Linked DNA regions of Sus scrofa: regions 1 and 2 are each linked to region 3. A link is a contact called in public Hi-C data. All regions are on one chromosome and are shown on one strand. Each heading gives the region's core, a stretch centred on a gene start, on an enhancer-like site or on the middle of the called end of the contact. The rest is flanking DNA. Distances are from core to core; before and after follow the strand shown. Region 1 holds the start of QARS (glutamine--tRNA ligase). Region 2 holds the start of DALRD3 (DALR anticodon-binding domain-containing protein 3). Region 3 holds the start of GMPPB (GDP-mannose pyrophosphorylase B).

Region 1 (2,817 bases), core at 230-2,729, 530 kb before region 3:
TCAAGGAAGCACCCACCTGCATGTCTACTTCATGCTTGATCATTTTGCCATCTGCCCACTTGAGCGCAGCCCGAGCCTCTCCTAGAAACATGGGCATAAGAAGCTGCTGAAAGGAAAAGGAGGACACTTCCCACCCTGTTTCTCAAGAAAAGGACCTGGCTGACCTCAGAAACTAGAGCCTGGGCCCAGCCAGACCTCTTTTAAGATGCTCCGACTCTCCCTTCCACCTCCCTCTCACTCATGCCCAGAAGAGAAGGCATGACCAGTGATAACAACATAGTCTGTAGTCCCCTGCCCCAGGTCCTGCTCACCCATCAGCAGCCCCATGTTGAAGTGGTAACGCTCTACAAGGAGCTTGGATCGGTGATGATTTATGGCAGCCTCCACCTACAGAAAGCCAAACCATGAGCTTCAGACATGCTCTAGGGACTGATCCCCTCACCCTGGGACTTTCTGGTTGGTAAAGCAGGGCCACTCCTTTCCAGTATTAAGTACTGAAAGCCACTCCTTAGAATTAAGGAGGCAGCTGACACCTAAGAAAAGACTCACAGCCTCCTCAATCTGCTCTGGAGTCACAATGACGCCCACACCACATTCCTGCTCAAAGTCCATGGTGTTGATTGGGTCCAGGGGATGACTTCGCACATACTCAAGGGCAGCTGAAAAAGGAAAGCCAAGGAGTTTGTGGCATCTCAGCTCCAAGAAGTAGGAAGACAGGGCCCTAATCCTATCCATGAAACCCCAATTAGTTTGACTTCCTGGAAAAGTAAGTCTTGCACTTCACTAGAGAAGCCCTAAGGCCACAGGAAAGAAGCATGTGTTGTGAGGGAAACTCCCTCAGACCTACACAGTTCTCCAGTGGGTCTCACCCAGAGGTGGCCCTCTCCGTCAGTGCCAGGGCCTAAGTTTAGAGAAGAATGCAGAACTAGTAATCTAGAGTGACACTGTGGGTCTTGTCAGAATGGTTAGATAGGGATCTTGGCTGAGAGGAGGAGCTGGAGGTGGAAGCAAGACAGGCAAGGGTCTCACCGCTCAGCTGAGTCTCAGTATGGATCTTCCTACTAGCTATGTAGCTCACGAGGAAAGACAGTCGACGAGGATCCCGCAGTCGCGAGGCCAAGCCATAGAGCAGGGTCCCGGTAGCTTTGTCGATGGTGGAGCCCAGAGTCTGCTGTGCCTAGGGTCAGAGGGGTCAGGAGATAAGCCTCACTTCCAGTAAGAAAAGCAAGAGTGAGACAAGATGGGTGGGTCGGGGTCTGGACCCGGCCCGGAGTTGCCTTGGGGCACAGTCGGCAGCCGGGGCCAAGGACGTAGGTTTGCACCTGGGTCGCCGCCTCGCGCAGCTGCGCGCTCAGAGCCGTGTTCTTGAGCGTCTCTCGCGCTTTGTGCTCGCTCAGGCCGAGGCCGGTGAAGAGCGACAAGGAGTCTAGAGCCGCCATTGCTGGGACGCCGGAAGCCAAAAAGAAACTTTGGGGCCAATCTGCCCCGGAGTTAGCTCACTGACCAATAGGAGTGAGATGCCGTCAGCGAAAGCCAATGGTATCCTTCCTTGGAGGGAAGGGGCGGGGATCTCCAGGATCGTCAGTGACATTTAAAGGGCAGAGGGCGGCCTCTCCCGCCGCTTTACTTCCGTCTTCGTGCTTCAGGTCTCTAAAAGGGATAGTGAGCGGCGGTACTTTAGAGGTGATTTGTTCCAAACCTGGAGCGAAGGTGTTCAGCACCAGGGCAGGAGGCAGACATAATCATGGTAATTTTACTCTTCATCTTTTCTCCTTCAGCCCCGGAAAACTTGGGACCATCCCAGTTTTGTTTTTGGAAACAAATGTCAATGTAGGTCGTGTTTCTGACGTCACACTTTGGAGTTGTCACGGAAACAGCTGAACAAAATGAAGCCCGGGAAATCCGGTCAAGACTCCAGAACAGACGTCTGAAATGGCACATGGATGCGCCCCAAAAGTCTTGGCACTTTTCCAGCTCCACCTGCACGCGCGCACGCACACACACACACACACACCCACACACACACACCCCTAACCAGGAAAGGGAAGGTTTGGGGCCAGGAAGGACCTTGCATGACTTCTGTGATGATTTGGCTTAAAATCTCCTGCCATACTTACTTTTTTTTTTTTTTTGGTCTGTTTTAGGATCGCACCCGCGGCATACGGAGGTTCCCAGGCTAGGGGTCAAATCGGAGCTGTATCTGCGTGTACGCCAAAGCCACTGCAACGTGGGATCCGAGCCACATCTGCAATCTACACCACAGCTCACAGCAAGGCCAGATCCTTAACCCGCTGAGCTGGGTCAGGGCTTGAGCCCATGTCCTCATGAATGCTAGTCGGGTTCGTTAACCACTGAGCCACTATGGGAACCCCCATACTTACTCTTCTTACCGAAGCATGCAAATATAGGAAAACCACAAGCAGATTAGACCTTAAAATCCATATGCAAGTACTTGACAGGATATTTTATTCAATAGTGTGGGACAGAGAAGGTAGAATAGTTATGATGATATGCTTGGGGATCTCCCTAGTCTCTCTTTGGCCCTTAAGGGCCTGCTGGGTGGGAATCATCAGGCTAAAACTGAATGTACAACCTGTGTTTTTGTTTTTATTTTTTTTTTTTAGGGCTGCACCCATGCCATATGTAATTTCCCAGGCTAGGGGTGGAATCAGAGCTGTAGATGCTGGCCTACGCCACGGCCACAGCCACAACGATCCCAGCCACCTGGGATCGTAGGTGCATCTGCAACCCACACCACAGCCCATGGTAACGCTGGATCCTTAACCAACTGAGCTGGGCCGGGGGTCAAACCCACAT
Region 2 (2,948 bases), core at 178-2,677, 600 kb before region 3:
TGGAGAAGTGAGAGTGCCCAGAACTCAGAAGAGAGAGGATTCTAGGAGCAGGAAAAGCTTGGCAAGGTCCCTTTCTGGGCCAGGGTTGCAAGGCCCTGCAGGGAGGCTCCGAAAGAGCACTGGGCGGACACGACATTCCCGATGGCTACTTGGGTGCCCACTCAACGGGAGTGATCGTGTCATTCCAAAGCACTTTCCATGCCGCAGGTGCACAACCTAGGGTCAGCTGCTAATAGGATTGGGGGCCAGAGGCTGAGCTGGGGTCTTCAGCTACTCTTGGTGCATGAGGACACTTACAGTGGCTTTACCCCAGGAAGTGAAGGGCTATCTTTAGTCAGCTGTGGGCTGGGGTGGCCCTGGGGGACTCACCACCATTGCAGACCACCATTGCAGCCCAATCAGAAGTCCCTGTGTCCTCCCTCCCTTGCCAGTGCTACCTTGGGATCCAAGAGATGGCCACAGCCTGGGCTCCCCGACGTCTACGCCTGTCATTTCCAGCCTGAGGGCGCACCTGAGAGAGGGACAGAAATCAGAGTGGCCCGATAAAGTATGTCTGGGGATCAGGGGCTAGCCCACCGAATCTGGGCCAGAACGCTGCTCAGGCAAGAGAGCAGGGAACGAAATCCAAGTGCAGCTGGAATGCTCTGGAGACAACAGCTGCTTTTGGGATTCCGTTGCCCGCTGTCCAGCCGTGGGGAGTGGGAGGTTGAGAGGGGTAATCTCTTGCCTTGGTGCCAGATCAAACTTCCTACATTCCCAGTCCCAGGAGAGGGAGCCAAGAGAAGGTGGTGAAATCAAGTGCGGTAGGAACGAGCCGCTCGCTCACCTGGGCCCCAAAACAATAGGTGTGGTGGGGACCCCCCCCCCCGGGACTGGGTCCCAATCTGGATTAGATCCACGGGGTAGGATTAATCCTGTTGGTCCCATGCAGTCAGGGCCACTACACTGGCGGTGGCGGGGCGGGCTTCAGGATCAGCCAAGAGGGAAGCGCGCCCGTGGGGCCTCGGAGAGGAAGTAAACCCTCCCCTGGGACACCCCCGCACCCGGGCCCTTTGTCTGGTGACGCTGCCAGTGTCGGGAGTGCGAGAAGCCCAATGAGCCCTCAAGGCAGCGACGGGACCCCCGGAGATCTACTGAGAACGTCCTCGGTTGTTCGAAACCCCCCCGCCAGCCTGGCCCCGCGGGCGGCAGACGCAGCAATGTTTCCCCGGAGGCCACCATACAGTAGGCGCGCCGAGATGTCGGAACCTGCGCGGGCGCCAGCGACTCTGGCACCAGTAGGCCTTCTGATTCGGCTCAAGACGCGGGGGAGGGATTCTCTGGACGCAGAGCGAGGTGAACAAGAATAGGGCGATACTCCGGCCGCTGTATAGTTCAATGTCTGGTCCGTTTCGGCCCGGTCCGACCCAGGAGCAGCAACGACCAGCCTGACGTCGCGTCCTCTTCCGCTTGTTCTAGCCGCAGAGTTGGAGCCATTTTAAGGCGAAACCACTCAGCCACGCCCCCTCGCCCTCCAGAGAAGCCAATCCAAGCGCAACGACGCCTGGTGTGAAACGCCGCGGCGTTGCCAACGGTCGCGCGGGTGAACGGTTGGGAGGGGCTGAACTCGGAGGGCGAGAGGGGGAAACCTGAGCTGCCCGCACCGCCCTCGGAATCCGACTCCGCGAAGCCGGGATTAGAAATTTGGAGGCTGGCACCACGCCCTGGCCAGGTGTGCGGGACTCGAACAGGTGCTAGGCCGCCCCTCCCCGGGTCCCAAGAGCCCGGCTTAATGGCTAAGAGCCGGGGGCCCGGCCGCGGCTGGGGCTCAGACTGTGCTGAGGCCTGTCACGCCACCAGGTGTCCGGCTCCCCCAGAACGGCCTGCGGGGGCCTGGGGCGGGGCGGACGGCAGCTGCAGACACTGGAGCCGCACCGGGAGACCCGCCCTGCTGGGACCTAAGCCCCTGGTCGGCTCCCTCCCGTCTCCAGCCCGGGGCCGGCAGAGCTGCGCGGTGCCCTCCGCGACGCTGGGGGCGCTGTCGTTGCTCCGGGCTGGGTGACGCCACGACCCCGCTGACCCTGCGCCGGTCTCCCTGTGCGCTGATCCGCCATGGCAGCGGTGTTCGTGCTTCGGAGCTTGTATCGAGCGCGACACATCCTTCGCTGGCCGCTCGCGCAGCTGTCCTGGTGAGGCCGGACCCACCGTCCCTGACCACCTGCCCCCCACAGCCAGCGACTCCCAGCCCCTTAGACCCCGACCATACCCCTCCGCAGGGCCCCAGGGCGTGGGCATCGGCTCACGCCGACGGATGATGAGCTGTATCAGCGGACGCGAATATCTCTGCTGCAGCGCGAGTCCCCGCAGGCGATGTACATCGACAGCTACAGCAGCCGCGGCTTCGTGGTCAATGGAAATCGCGTGCTTGGGCCCTGCGCGCTGCTTCCGCACTCGGTGGTGCAGTGGAACGTGAGCCCTTCCCTGCAATAAGGAAACCCGAGGACCAGAGTCAGGCCTGCCTTCCTGACTCCGTCCTTGGCAAACTTGGCTTTTCTTTTGCCCCGCTTTGGAGCAGGTAGAGGGTCGGTGGGGAAACCTCCATAGACTTGTAATTAACTTGTCTCCTTCCCACACAGGTAGGTTCCCACCAGGACATCACCGAAGGAAGCTTCTCTCTCTTTTGGATGCTGGAGCCCCGAATAGGTACTGGAGGAAGGGAAGGCTGAGGTGATGAGCCCCGGAAACCCACCCTCTCGATAGACCTCGTTGCAGCCTTGCTATGCTCATCTTTCCCTAGAGATTGTTGTGGTGGGCACTGGAGACCGGACTGAGCGGCTGCAGCCCCAGGTGCTGCGAGCCATGAGGCAGCGGGGCATCGCTGTGGAAGTGCAGGACACAGTATGTCTGGTACTCGGGAATGCTGAGGCGAGCCCAGGCCTGGCCTTGGCCCTAGCCCAGCTGATGCTGGC
Region 3 (3,031 bases), core at 402-2,901:
TGATTGCAGGAAGAGGCACATGCCTGTGAGGAAATCCTTGGGCTGCCCAATGTCCATCCAGAAGCCTATAGGGAGAGAATGCATCAGGGAGCTCAGCCCAGCCACAGACCACCCCAACCCTGTGGCCTCTCTGCCTCACCCTGCAACTCCATGGCATAGAGCTGCCCCTCCTTGGCCATGACCGGGAAGATCTCCTTCTCAATGGACGTGGGCTGCAGCTGTGGGAGTGGGCAGCTCATGAGCAGGGTCATGGCAGTGGTGGCCTGCCCTACCCCGGCCCACCCAGCAGCAGGCTTCTACACACCTGGATGCGCTGCAGCACTGCAGGGCTCAGGATGTACATGCCTGCATTGATCTTGTTGGACACAAACACCTGTGGCTTCTCCACGAACCGGTGAATACGGCCTGTATCAGCCTCACACACCACCACACCATACTTAGAGGGCTCCTCCACTTTGGTCACCTGAGTGCAGGGGGACCTCAGACCTAGTCCAGGGCTCCTGAGTCTTGAGGTACATGGTGTCTTATATCTGGGATTGTGCCCCCAGATGCATAAAGGCACATACTGCATGGTTCTGCACCCAAAACATTGGGGCAATTCAAAGCTGGGAGGTGAGAGAGGCTGGGGTGGGGTGGGTTATCGGAGAAGAAAGACCTGTTTCCTTACCAGAATGGAGCCCTCTTGGCCATGGTGGCGGTGGAACTGCACCATGGCTTGGAAGGGAAAATCGCAGATCACATCACTGTTCAGAACAAAAAAAGGCTCCGCAGTCTCAGAGAGCAGGTCACGGGCCAGTGCCAGGGGTCCAGCTGGGGAAGAGCAAGAGGTCACCATCATCTTCCAGGTCTGAGCCTCTGGACCCAGGCTCAGCAAGCCCCATGCAGACAGAGTCTTGCCCCTCTCCTGGCCCTAAACCCTCCCCAAGGAACCTTCTTGTCTCTACTGACCTGTTCCCAAAGGCTCCTCTTCATGGGACATGGAGATTCGGATTCCTAGCTGGAAGGAAGAAGGCCCCGTTAGGTTTCTCCTACTAGGGTGGGAAGCTGAGCGGGGACCAAGGGAAAAAGCCAAGAATCCGTGCCTCACCCTTTGCTCCTGTGCTTTCATTTCCTTCTCCAACATCTGAGACATATAGCTCACGGCCAGAATCACGTGATCCACGCCTGCCTGTGGGAATGAACAGTGCCGGCCTTCAGGCGGGCTCAGCCGAAGGCACAGGGATCCCTGCCCTCCTGTCGCTGGCCGTCCCTCACCCTGCCAAATCCCACCAAGACCCCGTCCCTGGGCCTTACCGAGGCCAGCGCCTCCACTTGATGCAGCAAAATGGGCTTATTGCAGAAATCCACCAGCGGCTTCGGTATGCTTAGCGTCAGCGGCCGCAGGCGCGTCCCGTAGCCACCCACCAGGATCAGTGCCTTCATTGCGCCTGCTGGAGGCCAGAGTGAGTCCCGGGCTCCGAGGTGTCCGCGGCCCGCCCAGCCGACCCCTATGACACCCTCCCGCTCCCTTCACGCTCCAGACTGACCAACTCTTGTTCTGCCTTGTCCGCCCAGTCCGCGTCGACGCTAAGTCCAAGTCAGCGGCAAGCTAGTACGCGACGCCGAAGCGAGAGCAGCGAGCTGCCAACTCTGGCTGGCGTCCGCCAGTGTATGACGGGAGCCCGGGCGGGCCAATCAGCTGCGGCATACGTGGCACGGCCATCGGCGTCGGGTCGCCGCGACGCGGTATTCCGGCAGACTCAGCCAATGAGAGCGGAGCGCGCCTGGCTGCCATGGCGACCGGGACCGGATCCGCGGGTCGGCTTGCCATTGGCGGATCCAAAGGCGGAGCTCGCGCCGCAGGCGAGGCTTCCGTCCTCTCGGGCCCAGGTCAGCCGCACCCCAGCCGCTTCCGGCCCCGCCCTGCCGGAGGAACTGGGGCGGGGCCGAGGGCGCGAGGAGGCCGGGCTGGGCTAGGCCAGTCCACCCCGAGTTTCTGGGTTTGTTTTTTTTTCAAAGACACGGACACGCCTCAGTTTCTAGCGGCTTTATTTTGACATACACGACCTCAGACACAAGCGGGGCGGGCAGCGCTAGGTGTACGGAAAGGGGCAGGTTCGGCCCAAGGCTCGAGCACCCCCTCTCCCGCGCTCAAGGTCCCAAGAAAAAGCAACCGCGCCCGGACACGGCCGGAGCCAAGTGTAGTATCCGGGTGCAGGGCTCGGGCAGCGTGGACAGGCTTAGGCAGCTTCCAGCAAAGTGGAGCAGAGAGTGGTCCTCGAGGCCAGGCCTTACAGTTCCCGGAGAAGCAAAGGAACCAGGACCTTCCCAGGATTCTCCCAAATTTTTTCCACTAAAACATTAAATCTGCACAAAGACCAAATTGAACAGCTCTAAAGTTCAAAGCATTCTGCATCTAGGAGTGTGCACATGGCCAGCCGTGAGCAAGTGAGCAGCAGCTACATAACTAGCTCAGGCCTTTGGCCCCTTAGGAGAAACCCCACGCCCACTGCACAGGACCGGACATGAGAGGGGTGGGGTCCCCAGCATGTTGCTACACTGGTCCCCTTTCTTTTAAGCACCGCCCATCCCACCCCGCTAGGGGGCTGGTGTCGACTTGGCCCAGGGAAGCACTACACAGAGGGGTCGCTTGAGCGCCCCAACCAGTGATCCCGTCTTGCACTTTGGTCCCAAGTTGGGGCTGGGGAAACAGGGCCTGGCAGGGACAGGGCTCTCTGGCATGGAGCAGGGCAAAATAGTGGCAAACAGCATGTGCAGATGCGCATGCCCACCACTCAACAGATAACAAGGCTGGGTCTCCCAAGTGTTTAAAAGTGCTGAAAGAAGGAGGGACCCTGCCCTGCGGGAGAAGCAGCAGATCCCAGCCCTGCTCTTCTCAATGCCAGGAAAACGCTGACTATAAGTGGGTACAGCCTCTCGTGATGAAGAGCAGAATGGGGGCAGCATCTGCTCCCAAAATATAGGAACTCAGGAGGTACAGCACATCCCCAGGCTGGAGAGGTTCCAACAAGGGGGTCCCAGCTGGCCCCCA

What was found. A called contact is a pair of places that touch in the nucleus more often than the background predicts.
Region 1: a Hi-C map of liver shows a contact between it and region 3, with 5 times the contacts expected there. The contact joins the promoter of QARS here to the promoter of GMPPB in region 3. A contact is called at or near these places in 1 of 5 promoter capture datasets (liver) and 1 of 47 Hi-C or Micro-C datasets (liver).
Region 2: a Hi-C map of liver shows a contact between it and region 3, with 5 times the contacts expected there. The contact joins the promoter of DALRD3 here to the promoter of GMPPB in region 3. A contact is called at or near these places in 1 of 5 promoter capture datasets (fetal liver), 1 of 47 Hi-C or Micro-C datasets (liver) and 1 of 2 datasets of contacts at active chromatin or transcription factors (alveolar macrophages).

Annotation. Positions count from the first base shown.
Region 1 is chr13:31,721,721-31,724,537 of Sscrofa11.1, forward strand. It overlaps QARS (glutamine--tRNA ligase), which reads right to left and starts at 1,480. Exons shown (of 24, transcript XM_021070652.1): 1 at 1,323-1,480; 2 at 1,030-1,177; 3 at 550-659; 4 at 312-387; 5 at 17-81. The coding sequence starts at 1,439.
Region 2 is chr13:31,654,879-31,657,826 of Sscrofa11.1, forward strand. DALRD3 (DALR anticodon-binding domain-containing protein 3) reads right to left here and starts at 1,428. Exons shown (of 14, transcript XM_021070653.1): 1 at 1,224-1,428; 2 at 438-511. The coding sequence starts at 492. It overlaps NDUFAF3 (NADH:ubiquinone oxidoreductase complex assembly factor 3), which reads left to right and starts at 2,063. Exons shown (of 5, transcript NM_001243606.1): 1 at 2,063-2,168; 2 at 2,256-2,448; 3 at 2,616-2,682; 4 at 2,777-2,877. The coding sequence starts at 2,092. MIR425 (microRNA 425) reads right to left here and starts at 195; the gene lies at 116-195. MIR191 (microRNA 191) reads right to left here and starts at 685; the gene lies at 606-685.
Region 3 is chr13:32,251,504-32,254,534 of Sscrofa11.1, forward strand. It overlaps GMPPB (GDP-mannose pyrophosphorylase B), which reads right to left and starts at 1,652. Exons shown (of 10, transcript NM_001244541.1): 1 at 1,527-1,652; 2 at 1,294-1,430; 3 at 1,088-1,168; 4 at 949-997; 5 at 668-810; 6 at 305-463; 7 at 140-218; 8 at 1-65. The coding sequence starts at 1,422. It overlaps IP6K1 (inositol hexakisphosphate kinase 1), which reads right to left. Exons shown (of 5, transcript XM_021068778.1): 5 at 2,012-3,031.